Linked DNA regions of Mus musculus: region 2 is linked to region 1. The links are chromatin contacts, called in public promoter capture Hi-C maps. All regions are on one chromosome and are shown on one strand. Each heading gives the region's core, a stretch centred on a gene start, on an enhancer-like site or on the middle of the called end of the contact. The rest is flanking DNA. Distances are from core to core; before and after follow the strand shown. Region 1 holds the start of Bloc1s2 (biogenesis of lysosomal organelles complex-1, subunit 2). Region 2 has its middle 32 kb from the start of Slf2.

Region 1 (5,466 bases), core at 1,627-4,126:
CAGACACCATTTCAGCTTCCTTGGTCTCTCTCAAATCCTACTCAGGCTCACAAGGAGAGTTCTGCAGCTGCAGTGTGTTCTGGAAGGAGTTGTGTCCCAGATTGATGCTGTAGGCTCAAAGCTGAAGATGCTGGAGAGGAAAGGGGAGCTGGCTCCCTCCCCAGGAATGGTGAGTGCCCTCCAGTTGGGTCCGCTGAGTTCTTTACTGCTGGAATCCATCTTATTTTCTAGACAGTTAGGAGTGAGGGGCATTCTAGAAAGACGAGGGAAGTAATACTCACAGTGGTCACTTCTCTGTGGAGGTGGGTGGAGGACAGGTCCAGAAGTTGCTGTCAGCCTATAGATTACCTTGACCTTTTAGGAGGGTCTTTGAGTTGTTATAACCAACTATGAAACTATGAAAGAATAGACTGCTTATAAACTACCGAAGTATATTTTTCAGTTTGGGAGACTGGGAGGCCCAAGATCAAGTGACTAGCAGATTTAGGATCTAGTGAAAGTCAACTTCTTGCTTCATGGACTATTCAACTTAAGTGTTCTCATGTGGTGGGAGGAAAGAGGGACACTAATTCCCCTTATAAGGACTCCACACTCCCGATCTCACCCCCCCAAAGGCCTCACTTCCTAGTACTGTCACATTGGGGATTTGGATGTCAGCAAAAAACTTTGGGGAGACCCAAACATCAGTCTATAGCAATCTAGGTTCTTTGTTAATAAGTTGCAGAGAAAAATAAACTCTCCTTCAAATGAGCTATTCCTTTTTCTTCCAACAGGGGGAACCAGCTGTTTGGGAGAACCTGTATAATCCGTCCTAGGTGTCACTCCAGCTCCCTGGGAGTTCAGGGTGGACAGGAGGATGGAAAAGGGGTCCTAAAGCAACAGACAGCAAATTCTTCTCTCTATGCCTCCCCCACAAGCCTCATCTCCATCTCCATCCTCATCCTTTCTAGGGCAGCATGTTTCATGATGGCTGCTATGAAGTTCCCCCTGTATCTGGCCTTTTCAGCCGATGTTTTTGTGTGTAGCTGGGCAGCATGCTTAGACTTGTCCCTTGGTGTTTCTTTATGGAGTTGCACAGCTCTGTGAAGTAGCATTTCCTACCAGGCCCCTCTCTTCCTGGGCACTTACTTCTGCCAGAGTTGATTGACATCAACAACAAACAAGAAAAAGGAGCAGATGGGAATGACTCTCCGGAAGACCTCAGACAACCACGATTAGTTAACAGGTAGAAGTCCAAAGAGTGGGCGATGGATGTCTTCCTACGTTCCAGTAACTCTTACCCTTTGTGTGCATCACGATATCTGCCACTGGCAGGCATGGTTGTGTGTAGGAGGCCTTCCCTTTCTTTCCTCATGGGGTTTCCCTGTAAAAGAGAAAAGGAAGCTGTAGTGGAAAGAAGATTTTTGTGTGGTGAGATTCCAACAGAGGAGTTAAGAGTGACCCCCTCCAAAGGTGAAGTCAGTGAATTCTGGAGGAGCCTGCCTTCTGGTTCTTATGTTCCAGCGACTAGCTGGAACTGAGGGGACTTCAAACCTGGAATCAAACAAAACCTGAAGGAATCAAGCCAGAAAGGCTATCAGGATTCATTGATCTTTTGGACTAATATGTGGTGGTCTCTGGCTCTCTTCGTCATAGGACAATGTGAGGTTCCAAGGTGATTAGCAATAAAATTCTTTAGAAAACCACGTCTTTGCATTTCCTTCTGGGGCTATTGAGAGAAGAGAGAAGGATAAGAGTGTAAGACATTGTTGTACACTCTCTGGAATGTACTGGGGGCCATGTCAATCTCAGGGAGGTTGCTTCTCCCAGCAATCTTGAAATAAGAAGCCTTGGTTCATAGGAATGTTTGAAACGGCGGGTACTTTGATTATCCTATAGAAAGGAGTGGAGAGAAGGAGAATCAGTCTAGGGAGAATCAGTCTTCAGAGAGGAGATTAGAGGATAACCAAGACTAAGTTAAACTTAGTCAAAAACTCTACACTTAAGATTTTGGATGCTCAGGAGCCTGCATCCTGAAAACCCTTACACACCTCTTTCCCCCTCTCCAGTGACTCTCATTCCCTCACACTGAGCCTTCTATTCATCCCTGTCACCCCCACCTGTTCTCACCACCCCCCTCCCCCAAGCATTCCGTAAACCCGCTAGACGCGTGCAACAACTAAGTATAATCAAGATAACCTATGTGTCAGTGACGTCGGAAGTTTCCTTCAAGAGAGGTCCTTTCAACTAAACATTAGGGGCTAGCTTGCACTTCAAGAGATGTGAGTCAGAGAGTTGATACTAGTCCAAGGCCTATGGGAAAGGTAAGGGAGATTCCATCAAGAATCAAGGCCAAAGCCGGGCGGTGGTGGCACATGCCTTTAATCCCTGATTTCTGAGTTTGAGGCCAGCCTGGTCTACAAAGTGAGTTCCAAGACAGCCAGGGCTACACAGAAAAATCCTGTCTCGAAAAACCAAAAAAAAAAAAAAAGAAGATTCAAGGCCGAAATCTTGTGGGAGACACCCTGTAAAAGCGAATCCCTGAACAATTCTTTGATGAACAAAACATGTCAGGGTGCTGGTGTCTGGGGAGGAGGCCACCTCTCTCCAATAACTTTAGCTGACATGTTATGATGGGTCCACAACCCAAGACAGGCCGTGGCTGGCACAAGTGACCGTTCTAGAGTGTGGCTGCAGGGACGAACGCATTGCCAACCAGGTACTGTGATCTCAGTAACGGGCTAATTCGCAATAGCCTTAGCTTCAGTTTCAGCTTCATGCTTGGACTTTGATAAAAGGTCCTTATTTGAGGTGTGACTTGGGCAAGCCGATCAAAGCAAGGAAGCTGTGAGCAAGCGGCGGGGCGGGGCACCCGCGGGGCGCACGCGCAGATGCCCTTAGAACCGGAAGCAGCCTTGGGTCGGGCATGGCGGCGGCTGCGGAGGGCGTCCCGGCGACGCGACGGGAGGAGCAGCCACCTCGAGGTACTACCCTGTGTGGATGGAGATGCGGCGGCTGATGGTGGGGAGGCTAGGTCCGGATGCAGGAGCCGGTGGACCTGTCTACCGCAGTCAGGGCACTGAGACGAAAGCCTAGCTCCTGAGCATGGGAACGGAGTTGGCGTTTCAGGTGGGCGGGTGCGAGGAGAAGGGACGGGATGGTGGCAGGAGGAGAACGAAGGCGGCGGGAGCCCAAGTCGGGAGGGACTTAGGAACCGTCCGCTTTGGCTGGATTAGGTCTGGGGATAGGACGTTTACTCCTCACCTCCCACCCACACCTTGCCAGATGATGCTGCGGTGGAGACAGCCGAGGAAGCAAAGGAGCCTGCCGAAGCTGACATCAATGAGCTCTGCCGGGACATGTTCTCCAAAATGGCCACATATTTGACTGGGGAACTGACAGGTGATACGCAACCCCTTCTGGCTGATCCCAGCTGTGTATTTGCATTTGACTTCACGGAAATCTGAATGGTGCTTTAGCAGCCTCTGGTCAGTCCATGGTTGAATGGGAGGAAAGGAGCCGCTCTCCCCCTTGTCTTTCCCCAGGGAAGCACACCAACCACTTTTGAAACACAAATCTGCAGGCCTCTTGTCATAAAGGCCAACAACAAGAATTCCACACTGTTAGTCCAGAAGTGCCCCGCCGGGGGAGAAGTATATTTTAAGCAGAGTTGTGAAGGAAATGGAAGGGGGGGGGTACGTGAAACAGTCCAGTTAGTAAAAGAGCTGGAGTAAGCAAGCATTTGATGAAACCTGAAGGTTAGTCTGAAGATTTGCTGACCCACCCGTGGGACACGGTTAGATTTTAGTTCAGTGTCCCTGCGTCTGCATCTGTGTCTGTGTCTGAGGCAGAGTCAGAAAGCAGAGGCTGGACCTTCTGGGGTGACATAAGAACTTATACTGTTTCACTGCTCTGTGAAAAAATTACTCTCTCTCTCTCTCTCTCTCTCTCTCTGTGTGTGTGTGTGTGTGTGGCTTAGAACGACTTTCGAGAGTTGGTCCTCTTCTTAGACCACGTAGGTCACGAGGACCACGCTCTGATCTTCAGGCTTGGTAGCAAGGGCCCTCTCACAGGCCCCACCCCAGGAAATTTTTCTGTGAGCCCAATTTGTGAACCAGGATCTATGAGGAAAGGTTTAGTAGAGAAGTTGGGGGGTTGTAAGTCGCAGATTTTCTCTGCCTGATCGTTCACTTATTTTTGAGCAAGAGAGACCAAGTAACAAAAATCCAGATATATGGGTTCTCCCCACAAATTCTGAAGTCTATCGTAACTTACTTAGTAGGGCTCTACTTGACCAGGGTTTTGCAGCCTTTTAAGAAGACTGGATAATCTGGTTTGTGTCACCACTGGCTGGTCCTTTAGTGTGATCTTGTGGCCTTTGCTGGTTAGCACTGTTCTTGTTCTCTTGTTTTTTTTTCCATTTGCTGTAGTTTAGAGATGGAGTTGTCTGACCCAGTGCCTCAGAACTAGTAGGGAGTGCTGGGCTGAGAGGGCGCACACTCCTCCGCACACTCCTCCGAAGAGGGAATGATGGTTTCCTTGTGTGTTTATTATATAAACACTTGTGTTACTCCACCCATACACATTCCTCTGCTGGCTTCCAAGTGTGTGGCCCTTGTTTTAGAGAGATTATGACTTGATGGCCTCGAGAACAACTGTGGAAGAGAGAAGAGGAACAGTTGTCCAGAAAGTATCGGGAATCTGAGGCAGAGTGAAGATAAGAAGAATGGAGAGTTTGGGCGTGAGCACAATGCAGATGTAGACTTTATCCGGTACTGAGCAGGCTAAGGTACTTGTTCGTGTGGGTAGGACCAACAACCAAAATAGGGAAGCTGACAAGAGGAACCGTGTTTCTGTGGGAAACGCAGCTCTGGCTCAGCTGTTTGTAGCCGTTACTGGAACACCCAAGTGGTAGTGCAGAACTGAGACTGATCGTTGCAGAGGAGCCACCTGTGAGGTGGCAGGGATGGAGACTACGCAGAAAGATCACTAAGGAAGAGCTTATTGGTGGACCTCTTCTGGACCTAGATTGACTTCTCAGGAAATGGAGCAGTTTGTATGGAATCGCTGGGCACTGAACCCGGGGCTTTGCATAGGCAAAGCGATTGCTTTGTCCAGTGAGCTACATTTGCACCCTTAAGTAGATTTTTTTCTTTCTTTTTTTTTTTTTAGATAATTACTTAAAATTGTAAAGTTTCTAAGTGATTATCAAACAGTTAAGCCAGTATTCTCTCTCCATGGCTGCCGTGCTTACTTGCACACATGCTTTTTGCAGAGGAAAAACTGTCATTTACCATTTACTCACTGGGCCTGCGTGCATTGTGCAGCTCGTGCATAGAGGCTGGAGGACAGCTGTGGGAGTCAGTGCTCTCCTTTCACCCTGTGGGTGCTGGGGCTTGATTGTGCGCAAGCAAGATGAGACCTGAATTCTGGGCAGGTAGAGGGAGGAGGCTTCCTGGAATGTGTTGGCCCATCTAGATAAATCGG
Region 2 (5,040 bases), core at 444-2,943, 750 kb before region 1:
AGAGAGGATGTGGCACTGTCCCAGGCTGGATCTAGTCCTGTTTCTTCTGACATAGAGGGCCTCTCCTCTTTGGCTTCATGTTTGTCCCCAGAGAGTAGAATGGGAGAACAATTAAGTTAGGGTAGGAACTCGTATGGAAATAGCCAAGGGCCACAATTTAATTTAAATAAAAATGACATCTATTTAGTTTTTAATGTGTACGTGTGTACACTCACTCATGTACACACACACACACACACACACACACACACACACACACACACACATATATACATCTCTCTCTCTCTCTGTGTGTCTTGAGGAGGTACACAGTGCAGGTGTAGAAGTCAGAGAATAGCTTGTGGGAGTTGGACCTCTTCTACTGTGTGGGTCCTGGGGAGCAAACTCAGGTCATCGGGCTTGGCAGCGGGAGCGGTTACCCAGTGTGCCATCTCTTCAGGCACCACAGTTTAACTTCCAGAGAGCAGAGTGATGGGGGTAGGCATAAAAGACACCCAGAGGCTTAGCCAGGGGTTTTCACCTTTGAAGCCTGTACCTTTTGGAATGTGTAGAATATTTTCAGTTCAAGGTGTGAGTCTCTTCTCTCAAATCAGCATGCTGAACAGCACCAAGAAGAGGAAATATATTGATGTCTTTGTAGCTACTAATGAGACCTCCTCCGGGCATTTTTGGGGGGCGGGTGTGTGTGTGGGGGGTAGCTCAAGCAAGCTGGGAACCCTGGGTCTCTGCCCCACGGGGAGTTTACTTACTGGGTCACTGGCAGTGTCCAATGAGTGATAGCTAAAGTCAGGACTGTTTGCCCTGGGGCCTGAAGCTCAGGGAACAGGTTGCTTGTGTTCCTGATCATGCCTCAGAGGAGGTACAGGCCTCCTCAGGGCTCATGAAGAGAGGAGGGGAGGGGGAAAGGGAGGGAGAAGGAGAGGGAGGGAGGGAGGGAGGGAGCTAAGTGGGGTTTCCAATCCCACCCTTCAGGGACTGGATAGCTCAGGGTCTGGGTGGGTGGGAAAGACCCTGGCAGTCCGTGATGATGAGAGGGCACAGATGGTCTTAACTGGAAATAGTAATGCTTTCATTAATCATGGCTAGATTGATACTCCAAATTCCTTCCTGCTTGTCATCCTCTTCCGGTCCCTTCTTGCACTCTGGGCTCCTTCTGCCATGCTTTTGGGAGGTTGGAGTTGGGGGTGAACCTTTTCCGGGAATCTGTAGCTGCACCCCAGCTCACCCCCCTCACCCCACTTCCCCCCTCCTCAGTGGGCTCGAAGGAAAGACCGCTGACTTTGCAACCCACAGGCCCAGAATGTCCCCATCTATGGCACGCTGTTATGCTTCGAGGACACAGGACTATGAACTCGAAATTGTCTCGCCTTTGTCTCCTCCTGGCAGGTCTTTAGAGCTCGGGGAAACAGTGGAGCGGTACAAATCGCAGTGGCGTGGTAAAGCCCCCCTTACTCCTGATGGGCCTGCCTGACTCATATCCGTTTCCCTGGCAAAAAATAAGTTTTTGTTATTGCTGGCTTGGCAGAAGCACGGAAGAGTGCGCGAGGATCTACTGCCCCATGCATCACTGGCCAAATTGCCTGAGAAATCCCAGCTCCAGAACTTTTCATCGTTGGCTGTGATGTACTGAGCAGAACGGCAGCTCCATTTCCCCAGCGTGGCTCAGCGACGCTGGCACTTAGCAGATCCGCTCTGCTTGCAACTCCCAGCAAATATGGCCTTTCCTCTCCCTTCCCCTCCCCGTGGCCCTTTTTGCCCCTCACCCTTTATCTTTCCCATCCCCCTGTCTGCTCATCAACCCCCTCCCTGCTTCTACCCAACAGAGCCATAGCTGGAGAATCAGGAGGAGGCCCACAATGTCATTTCCCCATCACTCTGCAGACGATTCCACACTAATGTTCTTTTAATGCTGTGATGCTGCACTAATTAATAAGCATCCTGCACAGAGGCCTCGCTCAACTCTCCTCCCCTCTCCTCCTCTCCCCTCCCCGCCCTTCCCCAGCAGCCAAGGAGAAGGCCTCCTGCCTGACATCCTGGCAGGCTGGCAGCAGAGAAAGGATTTCACTCCTCTACCTGAGCTGCCTGATATTGCTATGAGAGATAACTGTATACGAACCAATAATCTAGCCTGACAATCCAATTTACTGACCAATAGCGCACAATCCACCATGTCATCGGCCGTGGGGAGGCCCATAAATTAGTTCCTAGTAATTTATTCTGATCAATAGAATGGGCAAAGTCACTTGTCTCTTTAATCAAAGGCCTCAGAGATGTCAGTGCGGGCTGCTGTGTGGGAGGGAGCCAGGGGGCCGTGGGTTCTTGGCACCACACCCCTCACCCCTAGCTCCCAGAGCCCGGCAGAAAGCCTCTAAATAGGGATGGTATGGGAGCTATCTGTGGTCCGGGCTGCCTATCTCAAGCAGAAACATGCTCTTCAAAGAAGCCAAGGGCAGGGGTGACCCAGATTGTGGTAAACAAGAGTTGTGCTGACTCAAAGGACATCATATCTCTTTGGAATGTTTAGAATCTTCCTCCCTATCACAGGAAGCCCCCAGTCCTTGTACTGGCTGTAAAGAGAAGATTCCCAGGCCGTGGGAATGTGCCTTTCCAAAGCCTGCTATGTAGATATTTTCCCACCAGGCCTTTGGAGGCTTAGCAGGACAGAAAACGAACTCTGAACTTCAGTCTTTCTCTGGGGCACTTTGCATCGAGAGAGGAAATCCACAGAACACAAGTTATCTGCCTTATCTGGCCCTAAGAGAGGTCGAGGTTCACACTCCAGCCCCAGGATGTCACACATTCTTGAGAGGGCTATTACCTGAGACATTCTTACTTGCCTGTTAGAGCAACAGCTTTCAGCGCCCACCCCCCCTCTTGGATAGCTCATGCTGTCATCAGCCAGGAGCCTCAAGCCCCCTCCCCCCCATTCTTTCATGTGAGGTCTAAAAATTTCACAAAGGCATGGGGGAGGGGGAGCACTCTTGTGAAATCTGATCAGTAGGGAGGCTGAGACAGGAGGATTGAGATTAAATATTAATTTATAAAGTAATTCTATATCATTTGATTAAGTTACTAAAGCCTCGTACTCTTCTGAAGTAGATACTGTTATTAGTCCCACTGAGTCAGAGTGTAAACAGCTTGCCCCAGGCCTCACAGCTAGGATCTGGTTGAGCAGGAACTGAAAGCCAAACCCTCTGGCTCTTATCCATCAGGCTAACGTGGAGGCAGAGGGAATTTCCCTCACCCCATCTCTGCAGGGTCAATATTTTAGTCTAGGAAGCAAACTGACAATAAACACCCACGGAAGAGATGCAAATGTATTCCAGGCACAAGAACAAGAGGCAAAGAGAATCTAAGGTTAAAAGAGGGGGCCAGATTGGGTTGGGGAGACTGATGGTTTCAAATATGCAGAACCCACAGGAAAAAAGCCACCCATAGCACCGATGCAACCCCAGCACCCCAGGTATGTGTATGGGGAAGAAACAGGAAGATTGCGGAGGTGTGCTTGTGTGAGCGATTGCCTGCGAGGATGACCATGCACCATGTTCCTGCCTGCGGAGAGCAGCTGAAGACTCTGAAGCAGGTGAAGACATCCAACCCAGAGGCATCAGAGCCCCTGAAATTGAACTACATTTGTGGGTGCTGCAAATTGAACCCTGCAAAAGTAGAAAGCACTCTCCTCTCCTGAGGTAGCTCTCCAGGCCCTCACTGGGGCTTTCTGGCCCCCAGCCCAGCAGTTAGTCTCAGTGAGAGAGAGAGATCCTGTCTCAGGGAGTAAGTTAGAGAGTGATAGAATAGGAGGCCTGTCATTGTCCTCTGTCCCCAGCCCCCTTCACAGGCCCACACACACTGAGTTCCAGGGGACAGAATGGTTTGATGCACACATACTAGTTATTTCTGCCATGGGGCCAGGGTTGGCCTGGGACTTCCTAGGTAGTTTAAGGCATACCTTGAACTCCTGACACTCCTGCCTCTGCCTCCTATATGATAGTATTACAGACATGTGCCACCATGCCCAGCTTACATTTACATAAAATATAATTAGCAAATGAATCCGTAATATGCTTAGAAGAATACTGACACAGAGTAAAGGTTATTTGAAGTGTTTTTGGTATAAACACATTCACAGCGATCAAGGGACAACATTACTGGGACTCTCTGAAGATACAGCAAGTCCTTGAGATGCTCTGCCTCCCCTTCACTCCTTGTCCTCCAAATAGATAAAGAATGGTCAGCCTCTGCTATCTCCCTGGAGTAGAAGAGAAAGTTCAAATGCTTCTCCCAACGTGTATTCCCTCTTCCAGGCCCTGGGGGAGCGCCAGTGCATTGGCCTTGGGGAAAGAGACCAATCTTGCTCTAGAGAGAACAAGCTTGTCCTCCTTGGTGGGAGGGAAGGTCAGCCTGGGGGCTGTGGTGGCTGCAGCGACTTGGCGAAGGACACCATACTCTTTGACATAAGCGGGATGTAGAAGATAGCAGAGTTTTGTAAAGAACCAGGAGTCAAAGGCTGGTTACCTTGGGTCCCCCTTCTAGCTCTGCCACTGACTATGGGACCTTGGCCAAGTCACTTCAGGTCTGACCTTGGTTCTGTATTTGAGGCAGAAAAGAATGGGGGACAAAGACCTTACAAGTCTCCCACCTGACATTGTGGAGTTCTGTGTGAGGCTGTGCAGATCTTTTAGGTTTTCCCTGAGCCTCCTCTATCCTGCCCCACTCCCCGCACCGTAACATCAGCAATACAGGGAAAGCCAGGATGTGTCAGACTATTATAGTCACCAAGTGCAACAGATATCATTTCTGAAACTGGAGTATGGGGAAAACCAATTGCCTTAGGACAGAGGTCCTCTTCTCTTCTCTTCTCTTCTCTTCTCTTCTCTTCTCTTCTCTTCTCTTCTCTTCTCTTCTCTCTCGCTCTCTCGCTTTCTCTTTTTGAGACAGGGTTTGTGTTTCTCTGTGTAGCTCTGGGTATCCTGAACTTGCTCTGTAGACCAGGATGCCTCTGCCTCTGCCTCCTGAGAACTGGGATTAAAGGCGTGCTTC

The links. Promoter capture Hi-C pulls out the DNA fragments that hold promoters and counts their contacts.
Region 2: a contact with region 1 is called in a promoter capture Hi-C map of liver, with 2.6 times the contacts expected there. The contact joins the enhancer-like site here to the promoter of Bloc1s2 in region 1. A contact is called at or near these places in 11 of 39 promoter capture datasets (the 3T3-L1 cell line, 3T3-L1-derived adipocytes, the C10 cell line and 6 more), 1 of 15 datasets of contacts at CTCF or cohesin (the NIH/3T3 cell line), 1 of 484 Hi-C or Micro-C datasets (cortical neurons), 1 of 115 datasets of contacts at active chromatin or transcription factors (large pre-B cells) and 3 of 9 other capture datasets (adipose tissue, embryonic stem cells and liver).

The regions. Positions count from the first base shown.
Region 1 is chr19:44,143,856-44,149,321 of GRCm38.p6, reverse strand. It overlaps Bloc1s2 (biogenesis of lysosomal organelles complex-1, subunit 2), which reads left to right and starts at 2,876. Exons shown (of 5, transcript NM_028607.1): 1 at 2,876-2,963; 2 at 3,265-3,381. The coding sequence starts at 2,906. It overlaps Pkd2l1 (polycystic kidney disease 2-like 1), which reads left to right. Exons shown (of 15, transcript NM_181422.3): 14 at 46-169; 15 at 774-1,685. The coding sequence ends at 815.
Region 2 is chr19:44,897,019-44,902,058 of GRCm38.p6, reverse strand. No RefSeq gene overlaps it. Among named protein-coding and RNA genes, the nearest start is that of Slf2, 32 kb to the left of the region's middle. Within about 2 kb of position 1,693, at least 70 of the 459 cell types and tissues checked have an H3K27ac peak or open chromatin away from gene starts, as enhancers often do. A contact at or near this core is called in adipose tissue, cortical neurons and liver, where this site is marked.